Linked DNA regions of Cricetulus griseus: region 1 is linked to region 2. Evidence: chromatin contacts called from public Hi-C data. All regions are on one chromosome and are shown on one strand. Each heading gives the region's core, a stretch centred on a gene start, on an enhancer-like site or on the middle of the called end of the contact. The rest is flanking DNA. Distances are from core to core; before and after follow the strand shown.

What was found. A called contact is a pair of places that touch in the nucleus more often than the background predicts.
Region 1: a contact with region 2 is called in a Hi-C map of fibroblasts, with 5 times the contacts expected there. The contact joins two enhancer-like sites. A contact is called at or near these places in 3 of 8 Hi-C or Micro-C datasets (the CHO-K1 cell line, fibroblasts and liver).

Annotation. Positions count from the first base shown.
Region 1 is chr2:261,756,892-261,760,287 of CriGri-PICRH-1.0, forward strand. No RefSeq gene overlaps it. Among named protein-coding and RNA genes, the nearest start is that of Ccn6, 63 kb to the left of the region's middle. Within about 2 kb of position 2,075, at least 2 of the 6 cell types and tissues checked have open chromatin away from gene starts, as enhancers often do.
Region 2 is chr2:261,701,760-261,705,506 of CriGri-PICRH-1.0, forward strand. No RefSeq gene overlaps it. Among named protein-coding and RNA genes, the nearest start is that of Ccn6, 7.6 kb to the left of the region's middle. Within about 2 kb of position 1,347, at least 3 of the 6 cell types and tissues checked have open chromatin away from gene starts, as enhancers often do.

The DNA of each region.
Region 1 (3,396 bases), core at 825-3,324, 56 kb after region 2:
GAAAGCCATAGTCATTATAAAATTACTTAAAAACTATAAAATTGCTGGGGGTGTGGCACACACCTTTAATCCCAGCATTCAGAAGGCAGAGGCAGACAGATCTCTTTGAGGCCAGCCTGGTCTACAGAGTGAGTTCCAGGACAGTCAAGGCTACACAGAGAAACCCTTTCTTGAACCCCTCCCCCTGCAAAAAAAAATAACAAAACCTATAAGATGTTCTTAACAGTGTGTGTGTGTGTGTGTGTGTGTGTGTGTGTGTGCGTGTGTTGGGGGCCAAAGATGGACATTTGGGGGATCTTCCTCAATCGCTCACCACCTTATTTTTTGAGGCAAGGTCTCTCATTGGACCTAGAGATCCACCCATCTCTGTTCTTAACCTTTCACCCTTTCACCCTTCCTGGCCACCAAGCGCTGGAATTGTAGGTGCACACTGCCATGCCTTGTTTTAGCATGTATGTACGTGCCAGGAATCGAACTTAGGTCCATATGCACTATTAAATAGGTCTTACAAGGTCTTACAAGAAGAGGTTGGTCTATTGAAAGCCCACTTGCATTTGTTTTGTTGTTGTTGTTGTTGTTGTTGTTGTTGTTTTTTCTTGTTTGTTTGTTTTTGGTTTTTCGAGACAGGGTTTCTCTGTGGTTTTAGAGGCCGTCCTGAGACTGCATTTGGTAACTGTCATTTACTGACACTTGGCTCCTCCCATCCATTGGGACTGAGATTCCAGAGCTCTATCTTCAGGTACTGACTGGGACAAGCAGTAAATTCTTTTGATAGCTTTGAGTTTACTAAAGTCAGTGTGTTTGGGGAGCCTGGGACCAGCCGGGCATGAGCTTTAAACTTTAGTAACTATGTTTCTGTTTGTCCAAGTCTTTGTAGGTCAAGGTTGAGGGCTTGTCAAGAAGAGAGCTCAGAGGGCCTGCCTGGAGTATAGCCAAGAACCCTTGTCAGAACAACAGTTGCCGCTGAATAGAAAGCCAACAGGGTCCACACAACTTATCTTTTGATGGGCAGGATGGCCCGGAGAGTAATGTCTTTGGGCTAATGTTAACCCTTGGTCAAATTATGAAGGGAGCACAGGTGACAGGGAGACAGCCCAAGCACAAGTGTCACTCATAGTTTAAAGCCACAACAAAGCACTCAGCACTTCCATTTGAAACTTGGTTAAAAGGCTATATTGAGACCAGTCCAGTTATCACAGCATACACAGACCAAGACTAGGCTTTTCATTTTCTGAAATTACAAGAAAATGTATTCTCTCATTCCTCAGACCCCAAACTCCTCTTCCCATCACAGTTCTGCAAGGTCACAGGTCAGAGCTGTGATTTTTAGCCTTTCTCCAGCAGAAGTCTCCTGGCTCCTGACAAAGTCAGAGATCACTGATGTCTGACCCCATTTTTTCTTGGGAATGAACACCATCGACAGAGCTAACTCTGCCTGGACATCACCCAGGAGACCAGACCCTGGAATCTGATGTGTGGGTGAGGCCAAAACCAGAGCTAGAGAACAGGGAGGAGCCTACACCAGCCAACTGCTGCTAGGTGGAGGATCAAGGAGAAGACGGTTTGTTTTCAGAGGCAACAGGCAGGCAAGTGTGGGAACAAGGGTTGGAAGCCCAGGAAGACATTGTAACAAACAAGGGTGACCTCGTGCGCGCGCGCGCGGGCGTACACACACACACAATAAGAATAAGAGAAGTGGATGCTGTCTATGGGAATCCTCGTAGTTAAATCTTTGAGTCAAGCAGGAGAGCCTTCAAAAATCAAAGCCGGTGATAAGGTTTGAAGGAAAAAGAAAAAAGACAATGTTTTGAACATCATCTCCAGGAGTGAGAGGTGTAAATGAGCCGAACTCTTCAGACCCGGGTCCTGGGCTTCTTTATCAGAGAAAACAATGGGAAAGCGCCTTGCCTTTGTTCCTTTGGAATTTGATCAGGATTCCCATTTCCTGGTGTAGTTTTGCCGAATGCAAATTCTGAGTTATCCACTAGAGGCCGCTGTTCGTTACAATCAAACCCGGCTCCCCTGTTGGGCGGGGAAGCCTGAGCCGCACGGTCTTCCCTGCAGAGCGACCTGCTGACTACGGTGAAGAGAAATCAGCTCTGTCACACCCGGGGTGTGTACGTGCTGCCTGCAAGGGCATTGCTTGTCATTGCAAAAGTCAAAAGAAGGTACAGCAAATTATCAAAGAATTTTCTTCAAAAACTACACAATTTGACTTTTCAACTGGTCTCTTACAGCCCCCCACCCCCACTCTACTGTATCATTTCCCCCCCTCAGGCGACCGTCAAACAATCAGACTTTCATAAAAGCCAAGCTGGAATACAGACCATATACCTGTAGCTAGCTACTACCTGACACCACTGGACATTTCCTTTTCAGTTGCAGCTATGCCCAGAATATAAAATAGCTAAGAAGCCCGAGGAAAGGGCAGAACTGAAAACAATGAGCAACTGCAGTTTCTCTCGATGTTGAGAGCTCTAAGGATGCTTCTCAAAGGACAAGGGTGTCACTGAAGCTGTTATCAATGAACCAGAGGGCTGCCCAGCTGCCTCCTAGTCCTCCTAACTGTGTTCACTTGTCCTCTCTCTGGTCCCAACTCTAGAGACTGATTTCAACACAGACCAGTCTCAGAGGTGGTGTACAAGCCATGGCTGACATAGTAGACAGCAGGGCAAGTGCTGAACTTGTTTACTGAGTTCTTATAACTATACTGCCCTTTAGATCCAAGAAAGATGTCGATGGCGATGGGTGTGACTGCACATGCAGACAGCCCTAAAAAGTGGAGCTCAGTGAAGACAGTGGCACCAGCTACAATGAAGACAGTGGCACCAGCTACAATGTTTCATGGCCACGACTAGCAGAGCTGGGGGCAGTGATGTTCACTGGGTTAAGATTCCTGGTTCATGCTGACCCCAGAGAAGCTAGAACCCTCTTCCAGAAACAGTTGGAAGCAGATGCAGAAATCCACAACTAACCAATGGGCCAATCTCCTGGAGTACAGTTAAAGTGAGGGAGGAGTGATAATATGAACTAAGGAGTCAAGACCATGATGGGGAAACCCATAGAATCAGCTGACCTGAGCTAGTGAGAGATCACTCAGGTCTGACAAATGGGGAACCTGCACAAGATAGAACCAAACTCCCTTAATATAGTTGACAATGGTGCAACTGGGACAACATATGAGGCCACTGGCAGTGGGTCCAAAATCTAACACTAATGCACAAACTGACATAGTGGAGCCCATTCTAAATGAAGAGATAGCTTGCCCAGCCTAGACACAGGGAGTGGGGGTGGAGAGGTGACTTGGTCCTGCCTCAAAGAGATGATGAGACAGACTTAGTAGACTTCCTAAGGGAGGCCTCACCCTCTCCGAGGTGCAGATGGGGGGGAGGGGGG
Region 2 (3,747 bases), core at 97-2,596:
AGAAGGAGAAGCGGGACCAAGCATTATCTGTACTCCCAAATGTGGGTGGGGCTAATGTTGCAGGGAAAGAAAAGCATGCAAATCCGGTGTCCTGTTCCTGGTTTCCTTTCTTTCCTTCTTTATTTTTATTTATTTATTCATTTATTTTGTTTTTTTGAGACAGAGTTTCTCATGTGACAACTCTGGCTGTCCTGGAACTCATTGTGTAGAGCAGACTGGCCTCGAACTCACAGAGATCCACCTACCTCTCCTCCTGAGTGCTGGGATTAAAGGCGCCAGCCCACCACCTGGCTCCTAGTTGTCTTCCTAACTTTTAGTTTTTTTAATAATGAGTCAGTCTATTGAGGGAGGGAGCAGGTGTGTGCAGTACCACTGGAGGCCAGAAGAGGGCACCCACAGCAAAATGCCTTAAGCAGTACAAGCCTGGCTACCAGCCCTTGTAAAACCTGTACTAGAACAATCTGTGTATAGGAGGGCTGTCAACTTTGGCCAATAAAACCAAAGATAATGATCATGATAGGATGCCTAGTGAAATGTTTTAACGCATACGTGACATACTTATACTAAATAATTATTGATTTTTAACCTGAAATTTAAATTTAGCCAGATATGCTTTTCCTGTTAGCATGGATCATGTAGTAAACAGAGTACTTCAAAATAACGGGGGTACTAGCTAGCTTGATGACAGCTAGATACAAGGTAGAGTCATTAAGACACAAGTATTTAAATGCTACTTCTATTGAAAACCTGGCTCCATAAGACTGGGCTGTAAACAAGACTGTAGGGAATTTTCTCAATTAGTGATTGATCAGGCAAGGGTCCAGGCCATTGTGGGTGGTGATATCCCTGGGCTGGTGGCTCTGGGTTCTGTAAGAAAGCAGACTGAGCAAGCCACAGAGAGCAAGCTAGTGAGCAGCACTCCTCCGCCGTCTTCAGCTCCTGCCTTCAGGTTTCTTCTCTGCTCGAATTTTTGCCCTGATTTCCTTCAAGGAAACCCTTTCCTCCCCAAGTTACTTTGGTCTTGGTGTTCCATCACAGTAATAGTAACCTAAGACATGGGTAATAAAACGTAACAAGTCTCTTATTTCATGTGACGACTGGCACTAGGAGTTCTAGCCTTTACGTTAAGCTTCACAGGAAAATAGACTCACTACTTATTTTTTTTCCCTTTGTCCTTTTAAATAAGATCAGCTGTTGAAAACTCTTGACTCCCTTTGCAGCTTTCAAGCTGCACTGGACTCTAAAGGACACTAGATGGCGCAACGGATCAACGTTCCAGCCGCCCGCTCTCGATGGCGGCTGCAGGGGAAGAAAGAGGCGCGTGTTTGCCGCAGAGCCTTGCATTATTGATCTCGGCTGCCGCAGAGGTGGGAGGAGCCCGCCGCCATCTCGCCAAGTCTCCTGCAGGAGAGCTAGGATGGTGGCTGCAGGAGGCTTTTCCATCACTACCATAAGGCTCGGGTTGAGTAAGGAGAAGGCTTTCTCGGTCGCAAGCATTCGACTTTTTCATTCCACAGCAAGATCAGATCTCTCCGTAGTGAGAATCATTTTTATTTCACACTGCACTCTGAACGAAAGATGTAGCTTCCGAAAACCTTTAAATCCGCATCTGTTTTAATATGCCACCGAGTAGTGATACATACATACCAGCAAGAGAAAGACAATGAAATAGTGGGGCGGGGCGGGATCCAATCACAAACATGCTTATCCAGATAGACGAAAGTACTCTTCACGTAAAATGGTCTCGCTGTGTCGATTTCATCGCCGCCATGTGCTCACCAATCATTGTCACCGGGAATTTGCACAATTGGACAGACAGGAATTCTCAGACATTCAACCGTGGGTGGGGCGGCCACGTGATCCCCGCAGTGGCACTTCGGCTTCTTACCGGTAGAGGGCGGTCGATCAAGAGGGAATCTCAGACAATACAAACACTCCACATTTCCGCGTTAAGGCGGAAAGTGTTAACGCAGCGTTCCTTTTATTTGGTCAGTGTTTTCTTTGACTATGGATTTGCAGATTAGAATGCCGTATTGTTCCCTTTCTTTGCAAGTCAGACAAAAGAGGCATCTTTATTTTGTCTCGTCTGGATTTTTCCCTAGACGAAATAAGCATTTAAATACATTGCAGAGCAACTCAACAAATCCTAGCGGTCTTTGCACTTACAGCTTTTAAATGTAAATCGCCATCTTCCCGTGACTTCTCTTCCTTGAGTCTCCCAAAGCGTTACACAGACTTTCACTGGAAACACTTCTTCCTTGGCTTTGAAGTGGATCCTAACTGAACTCATTCCTATGCACTATTGGGCTGTCAGGTGATAGAGCCTCCCACAAAAGGTTCCCCAAAGTAGTCCATGTCAAGATTTCAATGTGGAAAGCAATGCTGCAGTCAGTCCTGGATGCTGCCATTGTAGTGGCAGCATCCAGAGATTCTCAAGGCTTTGTATCCAACCTTAGTGTACACAACTGCAGCAACCAAGAATTTCCATTCGGAAGCGCAAGTATTCAAGAAATGTCACATCTATTTAGAATCCTTTAAATTAAGTCACCCCAGGTCCCCCTTCTGTTGAGCTGATAGCCGTCATTACTAGGCTCCTCCGTCCTGTTCTGGCTTGTGATTCCAGGTTCTGCAGCCTGGAATGAAACATTGCCCTCCCCCAATGGTTCGCTTCAGACCCTACTATTGTATGCCAGTCTCCCCAGACTATGTGGAATGACCCCTCTGCTCTGGGTTATGGGAGAATCATTAGTGTGCTGGAAGATCCTGAACCTAGGTACAAACATTGTGACGAGGGTTCCCCACAGGCATCTCCGCAGCACCCTGACAAGAAGTGAACAGCTTTCACTCTTGGAAGATTTCTGATTAGCATTGGAAACCCCGGGGACCTCTTCCTCACCTCTGGCTGCTCCCAAAACATGCTTCTTTTCCTCCAGTGCTAGGACAGAATTCACTGGGAACTCAGACTCCAGACTGCCTCCTACTGCCTACTGCCTATGTTCTACAGTCCCCAGTTGAATCAGAGATTCCAGAAACTGCGTCTATGGGTTGACGACATTGCATGAAGGAAGTTTTGTTCCAGTGAGAACAAGACAGTGCTAAAGAGTCAAAGTCCCTCTGTCACCAACAGCCTGTCATTTCTGGAAAGTTATAAAAGGGGAGATGGATAGGTTCCCACCATGGAGACCTCGGGAACTCCATCGTGAGGATCTGCAGCCTTTTATCTCTAAACATTTCATTTTGTTCACCGGCATCTCCAGTCTGCAGGGTCTTTCAGTCCTACCTCTAACTAAGCAAGTGCATAAAAATCTCAGTGTCAGCAATAAATATCAACCCCAGCCCAAGAAGCTGCTATTACAGTTGTATGCCTTTTGTGTGCCAGTGAAGAAAAAACTCAAGGTCATGTGATGCAAATATTGGTCTTGAGAAAATCCATACTGGAACTTGTCAGGAAGCAATCAGCGGGACACTGTAGTGGAAAGAAAGCCTCTGGGAGCAGGAGAGCCATTCCAGGTCACTTCTGCCACACAGCTCATTTCACAGGCTGTCTATACATACCATTGCCGGGATCAGTAAAATCACTGTATAGCAAATGTGAGGTAACTGGAATATTCTATAATACAGAATGCTGGTGTGTCCCTAAGTGTGGAACATATGACTATTGTGAATGAGGAAATGATACTTTAATTGCATTTAATTCAATTAATTAAAGTAGCCATATGTAGCTAGTGGCTACTGTACTGGACAACA